Linked DNA regions of Oryctolagus cuniculus: regions 1 and 3 are each linked to region 2. The links are chromatin contacts, called in public Micro-C maps. All regions are on one chromosome and are shown on one strand. Each heading gives the region's core, a stretch centred on a gene start, on an enhancer-like site or on the middle of the called end of the contact. The rest is flanking DNA. Distances are from core to core; before and after follow the strand shown. Region 1 holds the start of LAMTOR3 (late endosomal/lysosomal adaptor, MAPK and MTOR activator 3). Region 2 holds the start of TRMT10A (tRNA methyltransferase 10A). Region 3 holds the start of DNAJB14 (DnaJ heat shock protein family (Hsp40) member B14).

Region 1 (3,028 bases), core at 331-2,830, 300 kb after region 2:
CTCTAAGGTTTCAGCTCATTATTTGTTGGGATAATGGCAGAACCTGAGTCATAAGATTGTTAAAGTCTGAGAAGATGCAATGTAGTAGCATGTTCTTTTTTTAGCACACTTAAAACACACGGGAGCTGTAAAGTTAGATCACAGTTACCATACTATTTTCTATCTCATGTCTGTGTGCAACTGACAACATATTACAACCACCTTCCCTTGTTCACAGACTTCCCACTATCATTTGAATGATTTTGAGTCAATTAATGAACTTCCCTAAGATTCCATTTCCTAACATGACGAAGCGACTGCGTCAAGTGTTTGGGACTAAAGAAATAGAAGACTATTTTGTCTTATTATGCTCTCTCATCAGGAATTTCACGGACAATCTGGGTATCAATTATGACCTCTACGTGGATAAATCAGGTATCTGTTGTACGGAATCTCTACCCTCTAATATTTCCCAAACCTGAACGTCCATTTTACTTAAAGCTAAATCCACCGGCTTCTGTTGTCATGTTGCCCACACAAAATCTGAATTAATAGCGCCCAAGCGGAATGGGTTTGAAAGCATCCTAAATTGCTGCAATGAACCTAACGAGACATCATGACCACTTCCTGGGAAAAAAGGGTTCTGAGCACATCTCCTAAGTCACCACATATTCCCGGGAAAGGCAACAAGCCACCATTCAGAGTTCCAAGTGGTCAACGCGCAGAGCCTCTCATGGCCCAGGAAGACTGGGCAGGGGACAGAATACAACTTTCTCCACTTCAGGCATCCCAGTGTCCTGCACTCACACTCGAGGCAGCAGCTCAGGACACCGCAAGCCCATTCCTGCCAGTCTCCCGCTCCAGGCCCCAAAGAAAAGAGCTTATTAGGAGGAGGTGGGGAAACCAAAATGAAAACAAACTTCCACTTGGGAAGCTCCACTTCTCCCGGCTCAGAAGCCTCCTCCAAACCCTCGCCCTCCCCTTCCTCTCGTGTAAGGGCTGTCAACTCACATCCGCCATGATGAACCCCTTCCTCCCGCAGGATCAAGCTGCACGCCTGCAAGAGAAACTCCCGGTGACTCTTTCCCTCCAGGCTTCCTCCCCTCCCACCAGCAGCCTCCTAAGCGGGATCAGGCCCAGTCAGGGTGCGACAAGACCGCGCGGTTCTCGGGTTCGGACCAGGGAGATCAAAGGGAGCCGCACTTCCCCAGCCCCGCGACGGGGAGCCAGCCGGGATCGCCTCACCTCAGCCCCCTCCACCCCTGCCCACTTCCCCCAGACAGCTGCGCCCGAAGACGGGGAGAAAGAACGGGCTCGCCCTCTCTTCCGTCTCACCACCTCCCGGGCCCAGGCCTGACCACCGGGCAAAGCGTTGCCAGATACCTGGATTTCTGGGCCGCCGGGTTCTCTCCGCTGTCACTTCAAGCAAAGCTCAGCCAGGTTCCCCTGCAAGGCGCCATCACATGACTCGTGACCCCATCTGTGTCCCAGGAAGCACTTACTACGCGTTGGTGTCCAGGGATACGCAATTTCCGGGGAGGCTGGGGCTGAGCGTGGGAGGGGGAGACCGCGAGCGCCCCGCTCCCCGCCCCGCCCGCCCCGCCGCGAGCCTCTCTTGGCGCCTGCGCGCTGAGGCGCTGTCTAAGGGACGTCGGCTGCGGGACGCTGGTTGCTAAACGCTTCTCGAAAATGTTTGCTCTCGAAGGCTTGTGCCAGAAGACATTCTTTTGCGGCCAGGGTGCATGATTTCTCTAGTTTTTCAGTGACCATACTCTCAAACCGTTTCTTGTGGATGAAAAATTGAGAGAATGGCGTTACAAACGGAGTAGCAGGCACCGAATTGCCAGTAATTAGAAGATCCAGATTGGCTTCTGACCCAATTTTCTAGTCTCTCTCTCTCTTAAAAATTTTTTTTATTCATTTTTATTTATTTGAAGGGTAAAGAGGGCGAGCGTTTCCATCCGTTGGCTCACCCCTCCAAACGGCTACAGGAGCCAGGATGTTAGCAAAGAGCTGGACAGGAGGCAGCGCCAGGACTTGAACCAGGGACTCCCACGTGGGATGCGCGCCTCCCGAGCGGAGGTTGAATCACAATGAGGCCGGACCACAATGCCTGCCTCTTGAATTTCCCATGCTCTCTGACTCAGGACCATATCTAGAAGGAGTAGAGGAGTGCTGTGCTTCCTGGAGTCAAGGATGCACCTCGGGCAGACAGGGAACTACCCTCTTTCATTGCTTATTGACGGGCAGATGTGCCTTTTAAGGGCTGCCTGTGCTTTTTTTTTTAGTTCGTACCTTGATTGCACATTTAACAAAAGCCCACAGCAGGTGGTAAGGAGTATTAGGAAACAGTAGAAGTGGGGACTCTCCAGTCACCCTAGCCCGAGGTTTCTCAACTTCTGCACTAAGATTTTCCATCACGTGATTCTTTGTTGTAGGGGTTGCACTGTGCATCACAACCTGTGTAGCAACATCCCTCTCTGGCCTTGGCCAGCTAGATTCTAGTAACAAACTTCCCTTATGACAAACCCTCTGGGAGCAAAATCACACCTTAGCTGAGCGCTGCCTCGGCCTCTCTGAGGAAAAACTTAAGCTCCTTGCTTTAGTTGCAGATTTTTTCAGATCTCATTTATTCAAAACAGAAGAGTGCACCTTGGAAAATGAGATCTATGGACACTTATTAATCTTCATTTTCGGTCTATAAAAGTGGGAGTGCAGAAGGAATTAACTTCTAGCCCAAGACGTGAGGGAAAGTGTTGGATACTTATTTACTGTTCTCTTTGAGAGGATAAAACTGAAATTGGAGCTCCACAAGTGACCTCCCAATCATTATAAATGAACTTCAACAGTTCCATAGCAACTGACATTACTGAAGATCAATTTCTTTTCTTTATTTAAACTCCTGTGTCTCATCTTCTGGGACGCTGCAGATACCACTCGCTCCAGCCTCCGAACTCTGCAGAAGATGGTATTTCTCTAGACCGTCCGTTTTCCCCAGTGATGTTTTTCTCTTTCTATGGTGCCCTGAGAATGGCAGTACTAAACCTGC
Region 2 (3,453 bases), core at 18-2,517:
TAAAATCCCGTGGTGCATTCATAAGAGATAGGGTTTATAAGGCTAAGAACCCAATAGATGACTCAGGCCATTTGCTGTGGATACGATGAATATGTAAAAAATCTTAGCTCACCATTCCCTGGGTTTCCTGTTTCTTAGCAAAGCTTAAGGCTGGATAGACACATCACAAATCAATAAAAGTGAAAAGGTTAAAAACCTTTGCATGAGTTGAAGTGCATGATATAAACCGTCTCGGTAAGTCTCTTCCACAAAGATCCAAACAAATCAAGAATGATTGCAGAATGGGATCAAAGACTTGACAGCGAGAGCGGCGGAATCACCCTTTACAATCTGCAGCAGCGAAAGCTGATGTTTAATTTGGACGAAGGATTGGGACAAAAGGGGTAAAGTTTTTTGTTTTGTTTTGACTAAGAGATGTTTTTACCCTCTTGGCAGCTCTGCAATAAATACTAAAATATTTTTAAAACTCTCAATGTTTAAACTTAGAGGCTTTCAATGGAATAAAGCTAACACCTCTATTTCCTTAAAAATCGTCCTTGGGGCACCACAGCGGGGTTAGCAGCACCTGCGACGACTTCTCCCAGGACTCCGCCACGTTCCCTCAGGGGAAAACTAAGCTAAAGCAGGATTAAAGGAGTGGGCGACTTGCCCCCGTCACTGGCCACAAAGTGGCAGAATCCCAAGTAGTTTTCCGACCCTCCAGGGCCCAGGTCTCCTCCTCTAGTCATCCTTTACAAAATCACGCCCTTACACACTACGGGCTGGCTCCCCACTCTCAGAATACACAACTAACGTAACCCCGCCAAGCCGGGAGGCAGAGCCTCGCCCACTCTGCAGTCCACGCCTCGGACTTGCGCGCCAGCGGACGCGTTCGAGAGGCGGGACTAAGCTGCAACCAGCGAGTCAGAGAGCGGCCACACAGGCCGCGGGGGCGCATACAATCTGACGTCACTTCCTTCCGCAACAGCCGCGCTACTAGCAGTTTCTCGGCCCCACTCCCCTTTCCCCCGGAAGCCCTTGCTGCCAGTCGAGGACAGCATGGCATGCGCTTATTGTGCGTCCAAAGCTATCAAAGAGCAGGCGAAAACCAGCCACAGTTCCCGGAGAGTTACCTTGCTGAGGTGTTGATGGGGAGCAGGAACGCTCGCAGAGATAAGCCTTTCTGGAGTGTTCCTCGACACCGCTCAGGAATCCTCCGTCGGAAACTTCAACTCCCAGAGGCAGGGGCGTGGTGGCGGCTACCGCGGTGGTTACGTCCTACGTCATCGAAGTGCGCCAACTTCGGGCCTGAAATGGGAGAAAGAGGAGGGGTTTAAAGGGGGCGGGCCTGGAGTAAAGAGATTAGGAGTGGGGGGTGGTTACGGTGTGTGTGTGTAGTTCCAGCTTCAGGAGGTAACTGTGTACCTGTGGGCGTATATTCATTTGCATACCCGTTGAAAGGGGACTAAGGTAACCCCTTATAAAAATTGAAAATGGGAAACAGGAAAGGCACTTCTGTGGTAAAGAGGAAAGTGTCTCTTAACTAAATTATTTCTAAAGTATTGGAAGTGTTACCAGTATCCCGTGTTTTTACATAACTGAGGTGGAAATTTAAATTTAAAAAATGAGTCAAATTCACGGTACAGTGGGCTTAAATGTAGAATTCCTCCAAACCTTCTTTGAAAAAGTGGCTTAAGTAAGATAGCCATATACTTTACTCACCATTCATTTCTTGAGCTATTTTTCCTCTGCTGTTTTGCAAAATATCAGGTGACATTTCATTGTTTACAGTGCTTGGCCTTATATAATCTTTTTGCTATATATAGACTGAGTCATCTTGTCCTTTTCTATTTACTTTATTATTTATTTTTCTTGGCCCACTTCTAATAAGTAGTTATTGTAGGCACTGAAGGTTAAGAATGAGATTTGAATCTTTTAGGAGAAGACTACCTTCTGAGTATGGAAAGAAATCTGAAGTATAGTGTGTCTGAAGGCATACTTGAATATGTTTAAAGACTTCCATGAACACAAAGTTAAATTGAAAATTTGAGGTTCTCTAAAAGAATTGGAACTTTCCTGAATTTAGTAAAACAAAAACAAAAACTGAATTCATTCTTGCATTAAACCCTCAAATTTTATTTTAAGAACTGCCAGCTGTCACATTGTTGTGGTACCTCTCTTTCTCTCATCTCAAATCTAAAAGTTCTCTGTTACCTGAGCATTGGCAGTGAAGTCTGGATCCATTTCTGATCCGTTAGTAGGGCATCTTTTTTCAGCTGCCTCCATATCAGGGCAAAGAGTAGCAGAGTGAGGATTAGTAATTGGATATGTAGCCCTTCACATGTAGGTCATTAAATTCAGGCTGGCATCGTGATGTGCCAGATCTTTCGACAGCTGTTCAGCTGCCCCTATGGGATCTTTTTTATAAATAATTATACATTTTTTCCAGAATTAATACCAGGCATCCTTAGATATTTAAAACAAGGTAATTTTTTTAAATCCTCATTTTAACTGTGGAGTCAATTCATTTTCTTTTGACATAGCCATTTAATTTTGTAGTCATATGGTACAAAATTTAAAGATTCTAGAATCAATCCAAAGTAAACACCAAAAAAAAAATTTTTTTTTACCAAAGACTGAAGGCATACAGAAAATTTAAGCAGGGGAAATATGAAACAATCTTTTCATTGATTTGTATAATTTAATGTATTTGACACATTTATTAAAGGCCATGCATTTTGTCTTAGGTGATATAAAGATGACTAAGCATGATCCCTGCCCTTGAGGCATCCCTAGCCTAGCAGGAGAGCTGGAAGTATAAGCCAGACAGCATACAATGTCATTGAGGTGCCTGAACATGAAAAGGAGAAACTAAGGCTTCCTTGAGGCAGAGGATTTAATTTCAGAAACTAAATGATTTTACTTCATTTTGGAAAGTGGGTAGAGGTTTCCAGATGTCAGGAAGGCAACGGACTTTAAAGTGTTGGGAACAATGAAAGCAAAGAACTGAGCATGTCAGAGTTTCTGCACATGACTGGAAAAGCTGTGGGCAGGAGGAAGAAGGTGTAATTCCATTATTTGGATTACTTAGGGAATACAGAAAAAACATCAGTTTTAGAAAAAACTAGTAAGTTTGGTTTTGAATATGTGGATTCTGGGGAAGTCTTCAGGACATTTAAATAGAAATATTTAAGAATGTTTGTAGCTTAAGCCAACATAAGAGGTCGTGTGTGGATTGGCAAACCTGTATTGTCTGTAAGGACTGGGTGGTAACAAGTTAGAAAAGCTATGTGGGAAGCAAGTGCCACAAACCTGATAGGGCAGGTCCTCTTTAATCAATATAAATTCCAAGAAAGGAGATGAACCTAATGGCATAAGATCCTAATCTTTAAAAAAAACAGCCAGAAATCTGAATTTATATGTGAAATCTGTCTTTTAAATGTTGCAAACTATTTTGTTTGTCTTTTAAAATAC
Region 3 (3,271 bases), core at 285-2,784, 360 kb after region 2:
TTTTGTAACCTCAGGTAAGATATTTTCATTCATTCATTCACTCACTCATTCATTCATCCAAAACCCTGTTCTCACAAGAGTCAACCTGTTCCAGTGAATCCTGTACCTCTATATAGGATCGTTCTGAGGAGTCAATATAAAAAGCCAGGAACAACTCTTGGCACTTGAGTAAGTGTTCTTAGGTTGGCCATTATTACTCTGAAGCCTAGAAAGTAGGGCAATGAACAAGGTGAATGGAACTAAGCGAAGTCCAGGATCCCACCAAGGAAATTCGTCTAATTCATCAGTAATTATCAAATCAGACACCGTTTAGCAACTCATTCTGACTCCTGCTCATTCGTGCCACCTGTAAAAGACCCCTCTGTCTGCCTCCTACGGAAAAGCAATGTCATCTCAGGTACTCGGAAAGGTTGGCTTTGGGAACAGTTTTTCTAGAGAACCCAGAGACAGCGGCGCCTGCGGTGGGCCGGGAGAGTTCCCTGTTCCCCACTTCATTAGGGGCCTAGGCCTAATTCGGCGGTGAGGATGGCGGGGCCCGGGGGGCTGGGGGAGGCGGGGGCAGGGCCAGGCCATCTCAGGCGTCCGAATGTCAAGCCCCGCTCTGGAAAGGCAGCACGGGTCTCCGGCACGGACGGAAGGGGCCTCCGAGGCTGACAGCTCCCGCCCGCCGCCTGCGCACCGGCGTCCCGCGGGCAGGCTGGTGCAGAGGGAGTCCGGGGCAGCGCCGCCGAGGCGGGCGGGCCCCGGCTGGGCCGGGACGCCGGACTCCGGGGCCCGGCGGCGGGGTAGCCAGCGCGGGGGCCGCGCCGGCTGCGGGGGTCGCGGGGGCGGGCTGCGCGCTGGCCCCAGCGATGGGGAGGGGAGGGCCACCCAGGTCTCACCGCGGGCCGAGGGCAGAGGGTACAGCTTCTCGGCCTTCTGCAGGAAGCGCTGGGCCTTCTCGCGGTTGCCGGCATTCAGCGCCTCCCGGGCGATCTCCACACATTTCTCTGCCTCATCCCGGTTCCCCTCCATGGCTTGCGCCTGCTTCCGTTTCCTCCGGTAGCGCAGCGACGAGGGGCGGAAGCCGCCGCCGCGGAGGAGGTGAGGCCGGCCCGGCTTGGGGCGTGCGGTGGCAGGCGGGAGGAGCGCAGGGGACCGCGGCGGCGGCGGCGGCGGCGGCCCGGGCGGACGCGCGGGCCTCGAGCTCCGCCTCCTCACGGCGGCCTCCCCGCCCCCCGCGGGCCGCTACGGCGCGAGCCGCATCCTTTCCGGCCCCGGACCGAGCTGCGGGCCGTCCCGGCGGTCGGTGCGCGGCGCCCGCAGGACCCGGGCCGACCAGCCCGGCCGCCGCCGCGGGGAGGGGTTCCGCCGGGGCGGGGACCCGGCCGTCCGTCCGTCCGTCCGCCTCGGCAGCACCGCGCCCCCCGACCTCCCGGCGCGGCTCGCGCCGACGGGAGCCCGCCCTCGGCCGGGGAATGGAGTAGGGGGCCGCTGGTCGGGAGGAAAATTCCCAGGCCCCGGCGGCCCCGCCCCCGGCCCCGCGGCCCGGGACGCGGTGGTCAGGTGAGAACGCGCTGTCTGCCCAAACTCGGCGCTTCCGGCGCTCATGGAGAGCCCTTTGACTCCAAGCCCGGGGCTTATCTCACTGCCTCGTTTCTGCTGCATTCTCCTGACCTAGATGGCTCGCGACCGAATGGGCGGGGGGGGGGGGGGATACAAACTAGCTTAAGTCCAAGTTTGCCAATTATGTCAGTGAAAAGCAGCCATAATCCCGCGAGGCCAAAATAACGCAGGAACCAGTCCTTTCGTTCAGGTAACATCACTACTGGGAAGTATGTGGCCTGCGGGTCTCCTCTTTGGGGGGGAGGGAGGGACACTTAACGCCCGGTATTATTCACAATCCCTCAAAACGGAGAAAGACCAGATGTCCGAAGGATCCACTTAGTCCCACTGCAAGGTAAATTTTGACGTGGAGTCAACCTTCTGCCATGTTAGCTACTTAACCGGGACCTGTCAAAGAAATCTTTCATGAAATGGGAAGAGTTCATCCTCACGCATGTCAGAGCGCCTGGCACCCAAAGCACAGTGACACCTTCCAAATCATTCTGTGCAGGTGCAAGCCCACCAAGGCGGCCGCGCGCCAGAGCAGTGCTGTCACTGCGGCACAGCCAGGGTGAACGCTCAGCTCACTTGGTCCCTGGTCCCAGGAAACCCTAACCATCTCCAGCTCCTGCAGAACTTCTGAGAAATTCATAGCACATTATGGTGTAACACTACCTTGTACCCGGTATCTGACCTTTGTCGATCTACAGGTTAACAGTTTAATTTCTACAGAAGAAATGTGCCTAGTTACTGCTGGACCACAGTCAAAACAAGTTTCCATTACAAGCAAGCAAATTTAAAACACAACTAGTTTGGGAGATGACCTTTATTGAGCTTATCCACCTAAGTGGAAATAATGTCTGTACAAAACCAAATGTTTGTTACTATAACTTCTGCATCACAATTAAAATCCAAACAGTTTTTTAAAAACAGTCAACTCAATCAAAACCCACTACTTCAGAATCAATAGCTTCTTTGAAGCCACAGTAACACTTAAATATGGTTAAGACTTGAATGCAGAAATTTGGTTGGTTGGAAAGCTAATTAAACTTCCAACTTGCTCAAATAGAATTACAAAAAGGCAAAATTGTGTTTTTCACAGAGATACAGTCCACTGGAATCACCAACACTGGACAGTTGTTAGAGTATTTAGAGTCCTGAGATAACAAGGAATCCAGGCATCCTTTAGACAGTCTTCTGTTGTCCTTTCTTCCCAATCAGAGACTTGTGGATGTGTGGAATGACACCTAGGAGAGTGACAGATAAATTCTACTTTTAATGTAAGTACTTTCAAAACCACACAGTACTTTGAAACCAAGGCATTTTACGCTTCAACGTGCAAGATCTTTCAAAAAAATGTGAAGCTCAAAATACCAAAAACCCATTGAGTTGTTTACATAAACCAAATTTCATGACCCAGCCATACTGCATCAATGAAAACATTCTCAAATGCCCTCTGCTAGACTAAAATCTAATAGGAGTTAGAAGCCAAGGGTTTCTGTCCTCCGAATAAGGAAGAAAACCAACTTTATTACATACCACCACCAGCAATTGTAGCCTTGATGAGCGAGTCCAATTCTTCATCTCCACGAATAGCAAGTTGCAAATGACGAGGGGTAATGCGCTTTACCTTTAAATCTTTTGATGCATTTCCTGCCAGTTCAAGTACCTACAAGGCAGACGCTCA

What was found. Hi-C and Micro-C count contacts between places; a contact is called where the count stands out from the background.
Region 1: a contact with region 2 is called in a Micro-C map of ear pinna, with 5 times the contacts expected there. The contact joins the promoter of LAMTOR3 here to the promoter of TRMT10A in region 2. A contact is called at or near these places in 3 of 6 Hi-C or Micro-C datasets (ear pinna, psoas muscle and an unstated tissue).
Region 3: a Micro-C map of ear pinna shows a contact between it and region 2, with 14 times the contacts expected there. The contact joins the promoter of DNAJB14 here to the promoter of TRMT10A in region 2. A contact is called at or near these places in 5 of 6 Hi-C or Micro-C datasets (ear pinna, embryonic fibroblasts, psoas muscle and 2 more).

What each region holds. Positions count from the first base shown.
Region 1 is chr8:65,473,792-65,476,819 of mOryCun1.1, reverse strand. LAMTOR3 (late endosomal/lysosomal adaptor, MAPK and MTOR activator 3) reads right to left here and starts at 1,580. Exons shown (of 7, transcript XM_008267568.4): 1 at 1,363-1,580; 2 at 991-1,036. The coding sequence starts at 999.
Region 2 is chr8:65,772,331-65,775,783 of mOryCun1.1, reverse strand. It overlaps TRMT10A (tRNA methyltransferase 10A), which reads right to left and starts at 1,267. Exons shown (of 8, transcript XM_051820154.2): 1 at 1,113-1,267. MTTP (microsomal triglyceride transfer protein) reads left to right here and starts at 1,141. Exons shown (of 19, transcript XM_051820148.2): 1 at 1,141-1,270.
Region 3 is chr8:65,416,063-65,419,333 of mOryCun1.1, reverse strand. DNAJB14 (DnaJ heat shock protein family (Hsp40) member B14) reads right to left here and starts at 1,534. Exons shown (of 7, transcript XM_008267567.4): 1 at 882-1,534. The coding sequence starts at 985. H2AZ1 (H2A.Z variant histone 1) reads right to left here. Exons shown (of 5, transcript XM_051820147.2): 4 at 3,124-3,253; 5 at 2,396-2,831. The coding sequence ends at 2,770.